2 separate regions of the Zea mays genome follow, and region 2 is linked to region 1. The links are chromatin contacts, called in public Hi-C maps. All regions are on one chromosome and are shown on one strand. Each heading gives the region's core, a stretch centred on a gene start, on an enhancer-like site or on the middle of the called end of the contact. The rest is flanking DNA. Distances are from core to core; before and after follow the strand shown. Region 1 holds the start of LOC103636536 (protein VAPYRIN). Region 2 holds the start of LOC100273033.

Region 1 (6,319 bases), core at 1,615-4,114:
CCTCAACTTGGCCGTCTTTTTCAAAATTTAGATCACAAACTCAATACTGGTTGGTTGATTTCCAGATCGAATTTCGTTGCCCATTCTGCCTGGATTTTTGTACTGCTCCCCTGAGCCGCGCCTCTGCAACGGCTGTCAGCTGCCACTGTTGGAGGGCAATTGCTTGCTTCCAAGCAACCCGGTGACGAACGGAGAGGAGCTAGGGAGGGTGGATTGGATGGCAAACCAACAGCAAAGGAGGGTTGGCCTGGTTCCGAGTTCCAAGAGGCGCAACAATCCATTTTTGACGCGCGCAAAAAGAAAAGGGACAATTTTGCCTACTGTTTATTAACGTCCGGATCAGACATGTGGTTTAATTAAGAGGTTGGAAAGGCGCCTGAGCTAAGTACTCCGTACTAGAAGGTGTGTATTTTGACTAGTGACCACCGACTGCTCAGCAATAGCAGCGCAGGCAATTGCTGGGTCGGCTGCCGGCTGGTGTGTGTCCTGCTGCTCCGCCATGAGCGTCGGCCAACATGTCAATCAAATGAGAATATGCCGCATGCTCCCCCCACGTGACGGTGGGTGCCCCGAAAGTGGAAAGCCTGCACGCTGCAAAGCCTGCCTGCCTGGACCTCACGCGCCTCGCTACTGCTTCGGATAATCTCAATAAAAGATTTCGTCATGAGGGCTTAAATATGTTAACACTAGTACTGATAAAAAGAGAAATGGTAAAAAATTATAAAAATAAAAAGAATTTATGAGGAAAACAAATTCTTTCTGTGCTGTTTTCAAAACGTGAGTGTCACTTTCACCGTGAAATTATTGGAAAATTTTTTTTGTATACTATCAGATTTTATGCTCATTTATTATGTATCACCCAGTGATATATATGTAAATTTTTTATGTGTATAATATGTGAAGGCAGTGACACATAAGAAATATGTATATTTTTCGATGTTATGCGGGGAATTGCCCCGAAATTATTTGGTGGCGACTCCCTCAGTACAACCAAAACCTGCCGCGACCATGTGCATGTGCTGACGTCCTGTACTGCCGCCGCCACCACCGACTCGGATGACCTAATTTCACGGGGGTTAGCATCAGTTGACATCACGAGCCGTGCTCGTGTCTTGGCACTCCTCTTTTTTACACGAGTTTTGCTGTGCGTGACATGTTTAATTTAGGACCGGTTTGAATCCACTGCGTTGGTAGGTACGTACATATTAGCATCTGTGGAAACCGAAATTATATTCCAGCTGAGCCAAGTGGAGGACGAATGGGGATTATGGGAGAGGTGCCTCTACAAGAACGCACATGAATGGCAGCAGATATGTGTTCCAGTCTTCCAGCTGGAACGTCTTCTGGGCGACTGTTCTGATCTGGAGACGTCCTTGGAGAGGAAGAAGTGGCTCAACCTGGCACATCCGCACATGAATAGCAGGAGATATGTATTCCAGCAGAGCTCTAGCTAAGTACTACCTCCATTTTTTTTATTTGACGTTCAACTTTATACTAACAAACATAAACTAAAAAATCGAAGGGGTAGTTAGTTTATAAATAAGACTGTTTTGATTTAATTATAAATAAGACTGTTTTGATCGACGAGAACTAATTTTGACAGCTAAATGTTAACATTAACATTAAATAAGAAAAGATGAATTATACGGAAAAAGGGAGGACGCTGAATCCTGACGCCATAAGTTCGCGTCTCAGTCAGTTGTCAGATCCAAAAACTTCCAAAGTACCAAAACCATACATGCAGCATGCTGGTCAGCACTGCTTTTGATTAAAAAGAATACAGACTGGTGCCATTGCTAGTAGGCCCGAGCCTCTCTGTCCTCGCAGAACTACATACCCTTTTTGATTCAGTATTCATATGACTTTCAATTCCTATGTTAAAGTAACATTCCTGTTTTTTTAGGAAGAATGGGACAGCTCGGGGCAGACATGTCCGTTCAGTTTGCAGAAATTTGGGTTCGGACTAAAGGTCATAGGCCCATCTGCGCGACATAGATGGATCGGCCCAATCTAAATTAGGCCTAAAAATCACATGCGCCACGGGATTGGGCCTAAAAAAGCAGTCTGAAGTCTGGAGTCAAGAAAACCGGTAAAACTTGGGTTTATCTTCGAACCGGTTGGGATTTGACTACTTTTTATGTACAACATCATCGAACGCATCAAACTGAAAACTCCGTACCGTATATAGTAAAATAAATATATCTATAAAAATCAAAGTACTATATAATTTAGACCGGAGGAAATATCTCCTTGGATTAAAAAAACAAGGCCTAGCTGTCTAAACTCCGAGTATACAGATATGATGATGACTCATTGACACGCTCGAATTTCTATCCTGAAACTCTCTGTCACATATATATATATGCTGCAAGCATTTCATGCACGGCGCGCGAGTTCTACCGCTTGCACATGATGCACGACGCATAAAAACGAGAAGGGTAAAGAGTTGTTTCGTAGCGGCGACAGGCAGGGGACGCAGGAGGGGTACGTATATATATATTTTTTCTACTTCTGACCGGGGCCTGCGGGCAGGCGCGTAGAGCCAAGCCGCGCGTATATAGGGCCTGTTTGGTTCACTACCTCAGTTGCCACACTTTGCCTAACTTTTCTGCCTAAGGTTAGTTATTCAATTCGAACGACTAACCTTAGACAAAGTGTGGCACATTTAGCCACAAACCAAACAGGCCCATAATGCGTGCGTGACGCTGGAGCACGCGGACGGGGCCAAGGCGCCAAGCCCGGGTTTCGTGCCGATTCGTCCGCGACAAACAGCAATTTGAGGGGAGGGCGTCGGCACATGGCTGCACAGCCGCGGCGGCGACGTCGCGCGAGGAAGTGGCCTGTTGGCATGGGGTCCTTTCACGAGGGCACAGTAGTGTGCCCGGTGGCTGCTTGTTCTTCCGAATGGGACGCGTGCGGGCCTGCCGCCTGCTCGCCCGTAGACGTAGCCCTGCTCCATCATTCCCCAATGGTCCCTTTGTTTATCATGCACTCGAGGGCCACAAGGGATCCAGCCATCTCCCCGTCCAGGGAATCCGCACGGACTATGTGCAGAGCTGTGGTCATCAAGGTACCGGTACCGGGGGACGCCGCTGCATGATGTGTCCTGCCGACTGCCGAGTGCTCACGCCTCACGCCATATATCGCAGTGGCACAGAAGATCAACATTCCTTTCTCGCCCATCCATCCAGCAGCGTGACGTGAAAAGCGTCGTCCTAGGTAGATAGCCACACCATTCCATTGCCCCGGCCCCCGGGCACTCCTCTCCTTCCATACTATACTCTCGCGCGGCGAGCTCCTCGAGCTCGCTCCCCGTTCCAAGCTAGCTAGAAAATGGCCGCGGCGGAAGCAGCCTCCTCCGCGCCGGCGCCCGAGCATCTCCTGGAGGTGGAGGACGACGAGGTGATGATCGACTTCAAGCCCAACGCCAAGTGCCGCGCCGACCTCCGCCTCCGCTCCCTGCACCCGTCCCTCCCCGTCGCCTTCAAGGTCCAGACCTCCTCCCCGCTCAAGTTCCTCGTCAGCCCGCCGCGCGGCGCCGTGCCGCCGCTCTCCTCGGCGTCCCTGCGCGTCGTGCTCCGCCCGCAGCCGCACGCGCCGCCGTCCTTCCCGCGCTCCCGCGCCGACCGCTTCCTCGTCCTGTCCTCGCTCTCCGCGGCGCGCCTCGACTCCGTGGGAAGCAGCAACGACGGCGGCGGCGGCGGGGGCGGAGTCAGGGCCGTCCGCCTCCGCGTGTTCTTCGGCGGGCCGTACCTTCTCCGCCTCGCCGCGGACGCCGGAGACGCCGCGGCCGTGCGCCTCATCCTGCGCCGGCAGCCGCACCTGCTGCCGTTCCTGGAGCACCAGCAGGCCGCCGCGGCGCCCGACGCCGGCGAGCAGCAGTGGGCGCCGCTGCACGCGGCGGCCGCCAGGGGGGACTGCGGGGAGCTGAGGCGGCTGGGGCCCGAGGCGCTGGCCGCGCGTGACCGCGAGGGGAGGACGGTCCTGCACGCGGTCGCCGCGGCCGGCGAGGCCGAGGCGGTGGCGGTGCTGGTGGACATGGGCGCCGACACGTCGGCGGTCGACGCGCGCGGGAGGACTCCGCTGGACGTCGCGCGCGACAAGGGATACGTAAGCGCTCTCGATCCACTCCCAATCTACCTGCTGCTTGTCCTTCTTACAGTCCTGTACCAACTACCAACACTCGCGCATCGAATTCGGATGCCTCTTCTTTAACTGGCTGGACATAGATCCGCCGCCATATACAAACAGCCCTTGCGGTAAACCCGCGCCTGTCACTAACGAACGCAACACGAGAAGAGACACAGGCCGGAATCACGCCATGGACCAGCCTCAGGCCGCACGCAACTTGGCTTATGCGAGCCGCGTAGCTGTGCTCGTGAACCATGATAGGAACGGCCCGGTCGAGTAGGACGAGCGACGACGTACGATAGTATTAGCTAACGCATGCATGGCCAGGCCATTATTCTTGTCTTGACCAAAGACCAATAATGTAATCAGTGTAACGGCGGAGGTGTTGTCAATTTTTGCCCAGTGCAGCAAGAAGTGGTGGACGTCCTGGAACGGTGGGAGCTGGTGATGACGGCGGCGAGGCGAGGCGACCTCGGGAGCCTCGAGTCCCTGCTCAGCAAGCGCGCCGGCGTCCGCGGGCGCGACCAGTACGGCCTCACGGCGCTGCACCTGGCCGCGATCAAGGGACACGGCGACGCGATCGCGCTGCTCGCCGGGCCGGGATGCATGGACGTCGAGTGCGAGGACGTGGAAGGGCACAGGCCGCTCCACCTCGCCGTCGAGGGAGGCCACGCGGAGGCCGTGGAGCTGCTGCTCGACATGGGCGCCGACGCCAACGCCCGGACCAGGCGCGGCGCCACGCCGCTCCAGATGGCGGAGGCCATGGGGTACGAGGCCATCGCTCAGCTCCTGTGCGCGAGAGGTGCGGAGGTGGCCGCCGCGTCGGCGTTGTGCGCCGCGTCGTCGTCTTCATCGTCCATATCGTGCGCCTGATTTGCTGCCGGTTATCGGTTGGGAGAGACTGTTGGACGGACACGAAGGCTTGTTTGTTTCCGCTGCTGCTCCTGCTGTGCGTGAGCCGAGAGATGCCTACAGCCGCCGTGGCTGGCTTTAAAGTAAGAAGAAGCGAACCCGTCCGAAATTGTACTGTACTGTATAGTGGTTTGTTCTGCTTTGTTGGGAGAGTAGCTCATTGTTGAGACGGTCGATTGCTATACGCGGCGTGCTGGTGGAAAAAAAACATTCGCTATGCAATTGCAGTGCTTTACATGTTCCTCAATCATCATAAGTATTATTATTCTAAGAAAGTGGAAGTAAGTAGTATTTGGTGTAACTTGGAACAGCAAACTGAACACCCAAACTTGCAAAAAATCAGCACAACAGCAGTGCACGGACTAACCAATTCATCCGAACTGAATACAGTTCCCAGTTAAAAATTAGGTTCCGTTCGACTGTACTGTTTCTGTTTGGCTGGTAGAAACCACAAAAAACCCTGCCAAAGGACCCAAACCTTGGTGTTCGAAGACAGAAACCGTTTGAAATGTTTGTTCCTTTTACTTATCAAGTACAGGATAAATTACTTCAAGGACCAGTTAGTCAGACGATTTTCCAAGAAACGAAAACCCTACCAAAGAAACATTTTCATGGAGTTTGTAACAAAAACCCAGAGGATGACGTGGAGGGAGTCAGAGAGACAAGGACTACATACATGCATGCCTGATCAAGCGCAGAAGAAAACTATCCCCATCCAAGTTCCTCAACTCTTCTCTGTATCTGGAGGTGTCTGTCAAGCGACCTTCATCCAGAGGAGTGCTTGCTCCAGCAGGATGGGCCCAGAAGCCCAGAACAGCCTGGAGATAGGAGTAGGACACAAATTTCCTACAATCCGTGACTAGGCATACGACAAGGTTGACGGACCAGGAGAGGAGATAGGACGCACGTGCTGCCCAGGTCCACACATTTCGTCAGATAAGAGCTATCAGAACTGGTCACGCCAACAAAGAAAGCAGTCCACAAGCCAACTGGATCGGAATCAATGCAAACCAAATCAAATTCACTAGTAACATTCGTCCACAACACTCTACTAGTAGCGGAGCAAGTAGTGCTGTTAGAGAGTGAATATGTTGAGATGTGCTCCCCTAACATGCATGGCGCAGAAGCAATAAAAAAAAATGGCGCAGAAAACCAAGCATGAGTTTCAAGCAACTTTCTTCGTAAAAAGTCTTTTGCATACCAGCACGGATCATTTGGATCGGAAGCAAAGGAGAGCTCCCATTTTTCAGCGAACTCCTCGCCTTTAAGGCAGGGT
Region 2 (6,319 bases), core at 2,747-5,246, 270 kb after region 1:
CACCGTGCAAAAATTAAAGCATGCACTTTGCGGTAGCTCACATGAGGTCAGGCACTTCACACTCGAGAAGGAGCACCCGAAACAGCCAAAGGCCGGCCACTACAGGAATAGGGTAGAATAAAAGAATCTCCTTTTGAACTGTACCCAACCAATCGCTTCTGAAGTTACTGATTACATTCAGCCGACTTGCATAATTGCTCTGTAAGAGGCTCGAACCTGCTGTTGAAATGGATATGTGTGTAATAAAGTGTAGATCTTTTTTTTTTTGCCTGTTGGCCTGTGTATCTCTAGAATGTCAGTTTAAATATCTCTGACGTTATTGCCTATGCATTCCATTTTTTTCCTTTTAATATAAAAGGCTAAATACCATGACTCGAACCATCCTTCAGTTGTGGGTTAGCTTTTGACATTTGCTATGGCCTCTGGATCGATTCCTTCTCTCTTCTGCTCTATTGGAGACCGGCAATTCAGCCGTAGCCGTTGATCCCGGCCCACTCTTCACATCGTCACTGTCCACAACTTTATCATAGAAGCTGCCGTTCTTCTCATCGTATAGATTCCCCGTGCGCACCTCCTGTGCATGCCCAGCAGAACAACCACTGCGTCTCGTCTGTTGGTGGTTGCTGATCCAAAGCACCACCTGCTTCTAGCAGCAGAAATGTCTTCCTCATCTGGATCCAAGTTAAACAGCCCGCCAGCCCATGCGGGATTGCTCACCACAGTTCCCTGTTTCAGGTGGCTTTGTCTCTTCTTGAACCGTATCTGATTCATTGGTTCCTTCATCAGACGGAGCCTCGTTGCCTCTGCTGAGAAGACTGTGCGCTGTGTAAACTCCAGCAAAGACTGGTGCAGCGATGCCTGGGATGAAGAAGAAGTTGTCAGCAAAATCACAGCGTGGTATGCTGGGGTAGCTCCGGTACAGGCTACAGTCAGCATACTGGCATAAGCAAGTCATGTGGAGGAGAGCGACGGCGACCACAAAGGATATGTGTGCTCGCTCGTTTGGACGGCACATACCATTCTTGCATTAAACTTCCGTGAGCTCAGCAGCATCCTCTGCTACCCGTTCAGTTTGTGATCCAAATTCTAAAGAATACGGCTAAGTTGGCGAACAAAGCAGAGGCCCGTCGCCGAAAAGCTTGGACTCGACGTAGGCCAGGGACGCCTGGGGGTGTGGAGGGCTCCGCCTCCCGCGGTACGGATCGTTCCCTACTCACATTAAGTCAAGATATTGATTGTGTCTCTTAAAAGGCCCCGACTAAAAAATTAAATAAATCTTCTTTTCATGTCTACACTACATTTTTAAACTATCATTATAGCCTTTTGTCGGTGTTTATAACTACATTATACCATTTTATAATGGGAGGTGGCTTTCTCAAGAAGGAGTCACTGGGTGATGGTAAAACCGAATGTTCTACCCTCGTAAAGCCACGTCCGCCCATCGGCTTCAGGGTCTCCTGGTTTGTCTTGTTTTTTTATCACGGATGGTGTGGGCAGCATGGCCTAAGCGCCATCATTCGAGCTACGCCGACCCCTGGTCTCCGTAGCCTGGGGCTCGATGCGGCTTGTCTCGTTGTGCCGTGCAGGTGGTCTGCGCACTCGGGTCTAGTCCCGATAGGTCATGAGTGCGCCGCAGGCCAGGGTTTGTGTGGGTCGTATGTGTGCCGCAGCTCGAGGGGCTCGTAGACCATGAGTGTGAGGCGGACTGTCGCCTCTGTTGTGGCTCGGTTCCAGGCATAGTTAGTGCGACTGGTCACCTTATGGCAGATCAGTCTCGGCCAGGTGAGGGATCCATTTGAGTGATTTCCCTTCGCACCCCCCCCCTTGTGTGGTTCCTCCATGTTCGACCCCAAGCTCGGTGCCACGGGGTTCGTCCGAGGGCGGGTGCTTCGAGGGTAGACGTTTCCTCCCCCAACTGACAGACGGATCCTAGTTGCCAGAGCCTTTTCCTTAACACTCTTGTTGACCAATGGTCCTCAAGGACAAGGGACCTTATCCCTAACAGTAGCCCCCGAGGGGGAGTATCTCTTCTCAGGGGCTAATGAAGGGTCGGGTGGCGTTTGACCTCAGCGACTGTGGTACTTATTTCCTTGGGGCTCTTGGCATTGTGCTGCTATACTTTGGTGGTAATCTTCGCAATGCCATCGATCCGCCTGAGGGTTCATCAGCGGTAGAGCTGGACCTGTTGTTAGGTGATTTTGATGTTGCTGCGAACGTCGTGCTTGGGGCGATGCTATGAAGGAAATAGCACGCAATCACTCGTAGTTTCGCGATTCGTAATTTTCCATGGCTCCACGTGTGACTTAGCTGCTCTGATGACACGTATTGGTTTCAGCCCCCTGACCCCATTTTGTCTAGAGCCCTTTTTTTGGTATGGGGCGCTTTCCGTGCAATTTTCACTCGTCCGCCATACTCGTGTGGGGCGAGCCCTCGAGCCCCTGCTCGATGAAGGGGTTCGTCTGGGTGGCTTGTCCCGTCTTTTTAGTTTTACTCTCCCCTCGTATTCCCTCCGCAAGGATGGGGGAGGTGAGCCGAAACATGCTTTCCTCGATGGGCTAGCAATGTCGCTCGGTGAGTTACAAACGGGTAGGAACCATCCGAGTGAGCCCCTGGTTCCTTCCGCACGATCCAAGCGCGGAGTCCGCTAGGAACCGCCCTCATATTCCCGGGCGTCGACTCATATAGTTGTTGATTCCGTTCGACCGAAATCGACGGCTCGCTGCCTCTCTCCACGATAAACCATGAGTCAGACTCTATCATGACTTGAACATGAGCTGGTGATGCCCTTAATTTTTCGTATGTCAGGGTCCTGGCCGCTAGCGTGCCCATCTCTGGCTGCCCCTCGCTCTATTTTCGCTGGAGCGGTCGTGAGCCCTCCGCGGACCAGCCTTTGAACTCTAGAATTCACGACTGCCTTGCTGTGAGCTTTTCGTTTTTTTGGTGCAGAGGGGTTTGTTCGGATGCGGGTGGTTCTAGGATAGACATTTCCTCCTCCAGCTGGTCGGCGGGTCCTACTTGCTAGAGGTTTTTCCCTAGCGCGCTTGCTGACCGGTGGTCCCCAGGGACTGGAGATCTTATCCCGACACTTTTCATCTATTTTATACTCCATTCTTTTATACTCCATTCGCCCCAAAATATAATCCATTTTAGACTAAACATACATTGTTTAATTAATCTATGAATATAGTTTGCACGTATGTCTATATTTATTATCATTTATTTGGATGTAAACGGAAAAAGGCTACAAAGAACTATATTTTGAGACGGATGGATAGTTTGAGAATATTTTTAACTTGATTTTAAAATTTAAGTCTTACTCCAGCCGTCCTAAAATAGTAGTTATTTTAGCTCTTTGTTTTTATGTCTATATTCAAATGGATGAATATGAACCTAGACACATGTATGAAGCACATACGTTAAGTATTTGCATGAACCTGTTAATTAACTAAAACAAATTTTAATTTGGGAACAAGAGACTATTATTTTTTAATTTAATCTTTAAATAAAAGATTTATTGTGTAATTTAGTGTATGCATACCAAATAATGTTCAAATTTTAAAACTATCACTGAATTATTAAATGGTTTGACCGAAATAATGTAATCAAATGTATATATAAATATTAGCATATGCATATCTTATTGTAAAATCCAGGATACCAACTGGCGTCGGCCAGCGTTTTCTGTGACCTGCGGAAAACGACCGGTAGACAAAATTCGTAGGAAAATGGTAGCAAAAGTGTCATTTGCTCCTGCAATGCTGCTTATATCAGCCAGAACGCAAATAATGGCGAATGCCACTGCATGTGCTAATTGCTAAACAAGTCCAGCTTCACCGTATCATCGCGAATGACGAACCCGAGCCGCGTTCCCGTCCAGGTACACAGGAGCATGGGCGAGCACACAGGAGCATCATCACCTCCAGCCCCAATCATACCCACCTCGCCTGTCGTGTTGAACATCACCCGCACGGAATGACCAAACTGCACCCTGTCGACCATATACTATACTAGTACCATTCTTCTTCCCTCACCACGGAAGAGTAAAACAGTAATTTCAGAGCTGGTACCAGTCGCGTGCTATTTTAACGACTGGTTCCCGCTCGTTCGTCGGCGAGCGCCACCCACACGCCACGCCCGAGAGCGCCCGCGAAAATGACGCCGCCGGCGAGAACATCAGGCAAACGCGCGGACGCCGGCGCCAGCGCGGGCGCGATAGACGAGCCGCTGCTGCCGGAGTCCTCGGCGGGTGGGCGGCACGGCGGCGGGGCGTCGGTCTCGGGCGCCGTGTTCAACGTGTCGACGAGCATCGTCGGCGCCGGCATCATGTCGATCCCGGCAGCGATGCGGGTGCTCGGGGTGGTCCCCGCGGCGCTCCTCATCGCCGCCGTCGCCGCGCTCGCCGACGTCTCCGTGGAGTTCATGCTGCGGTACACGGGGCGGGGGTGGGGCGGCGGCGGCAAGGACGAGGCGGCCACGTCGTACGCGGGGACCATGGGCGACGCCTTCGGCCGCGCCGGCGCCGCATTGCTCAACGTCTTCGTCGCCCTTACCACCACGGGCACGCTCGTCGTCTACCTCATCATCATCGGTGAGCTAGCGGCTTCGTCGATCGAGAACGAATTCAGGTCGAATCGAGATTGTGATACCGTGTGCGCGCGCGTGCCGCAGGGGACGTGATGTCTGGGAGCGTCGGCGGAGGCGACGAGCACGCCGGGGTGCTGCAGGAGCTGTTCGGCGCGCGGTGGTGGACGGGGAGGCAGTTCGTGCTGCTCGTCACCGCCGTCTTCGTTCTGCTGCCGCTCGTGCTCCGCCGCCGTGTCGGTAAGTTGTTCACATCTGTCAGTTGCGGGGTGCATTGGTTGATTTTTTTTAGAAAGAATTCAAGAGCAATAGTTTCGTTGAGATTACATATGATCACTTGATTGAGATTGTGTGACCGCGATTGGCGAATCGTCCAATCTGATTTAATATTACAAAAATGACCTTAGCGGACGGGTGATATAATAAAGCGGTAGTATAACGCATGTGGGCATGTCGGTTTGGATCTGGCCCCAAGTTTTAAATGAAATAGACAGTTTGGTAGGCGGGGCATGGTGATGAAGAGATGATGATGATCACTCCATTTCTGTGGAGTTCCGACGTGCAGCCTGTGGCCACAATCTTATTATTGTTTGTGTTTGACATTTTCATGGGAAGATGGGTTTAACGTTTAAGTAGTTGGCATCCTGCCTTTTCCCTTGTCCTTGAGCAGAACCAAAACGCTCCATTTCTGTGGTATACTATAGTAGAAGTCCAATATTAGGCTGTCTTTAGCAACGTCCTCTATATCTATATTAGAAGGTCAATAATGAGTTCCAGTAGTATTGATGCTAGGGATGGCAACGGGTCGGATTCGGATCGAATATTGAAAATATCCGTCCGCAGTCATATCCACGGTCATAGATAATATCCGCTCGCGACTATATCCACGGGTAGAAAGTCATATCCATATTCATGCCCATCGGGTTTCGGATATCCATCGGATATGATAAAACCATTTTCAACAATTGAATAACATAATTACATAACCACTTCTAGACGTCATCCTGCTAATACACCACATTGTCATGGAACCAAATTTATTAGAACCAAACAAAACTGAACAATCAACCAATTTTATGTACAACCAAACTGAGCACTCACTGTCAAAACTGAACCAAACTGAAACAGAGGCATATGTGTGTAGTGTGTGGTGTGTGTATTAATATATATAATTCGCGTGCATTCAAAGTTGGCAAGGAATTAGTAGTAGCAGTAAACTATTCATTCAACCGTGAACGGCGAACCTGAAGGGCTGGCAGGGGCACAATCGCGAACGACGAACCTGAAGGGCGGCGCGTCGTGCTCCCGCGGCTCAGAGCAGGGCGGAGCTCAGCGCAGCTGCGCAGGGCGGGCTGACGAGTGACGCGGGTCGCCTGGGGCGTGACAGACGCAACACAGATATGCACAGGGAGCCAGGGGCGCGACGGGGGTCGGTGGCGGTGTGGGTGGCTTGCCTGGGTGACGGTGCGTAGGGGTCCGGCGGCGGACGCACGACAGGATGCTGGCTCCAGGTGTGAGGCGTCCGGCTGGCTGCATGCTGCCTGGGGATTGACCGATTGAGGGGATGGCCGGATGGGGAATTAGGGATTAGGGTGGGCTGGTGGCTTGGTGCTTTGGTGGGCTGAATGTTGCTTTGGTGGGCTAGCGCCTGGGCTCAATGGACAATGGTGGACTGGTGATTTGTTCATTAGTGTTCATGTGTGGGCCGACAATAATGGACTAATGGTTAATTTCGGAT

The links. A called contact is a pair of places that touch in the nucleus more often than the background predicts.
Region 2: a contact with region 1 is called in a Hi-C map of leaf, with 6 times the contacts expected there. The contact joins the promoter of LOC100273033 here to the promoter of LOC103636536 in region 1. A contact is called at or near these places in 2 of 25 Hi-C or Micro-C datasets (both in leaf).

The regions. Positions count from the first base shown.
Region 1 is chr8:176,335,519-176,341,837 of Zm-B73-REFERENCE-NAM-5.0, forward strand. It overlaps LOC103636536 (protein VAPYRIN), which reads left to right and starts at 2,865. Exons shown (of 2, transcript XM_008658882.3): 1 at 2,865-4,110; 2 at 4,540-5,290. The coding sequence starts at 3,334. The coding sequence ends at 5,004.
Region 2 is chr8:176,608,835-176,615,153 of Zm-B73-REFERENCE-NAM-5.0, forward strand. It overlaps LOC100273033, which reads left to right and starts at 3,997. Exons shown (of 5, transcript NM_001152605.1): 1 at 3,997-4,588; 2 at 4,669-4,821. The coding sequence starts at 4,153.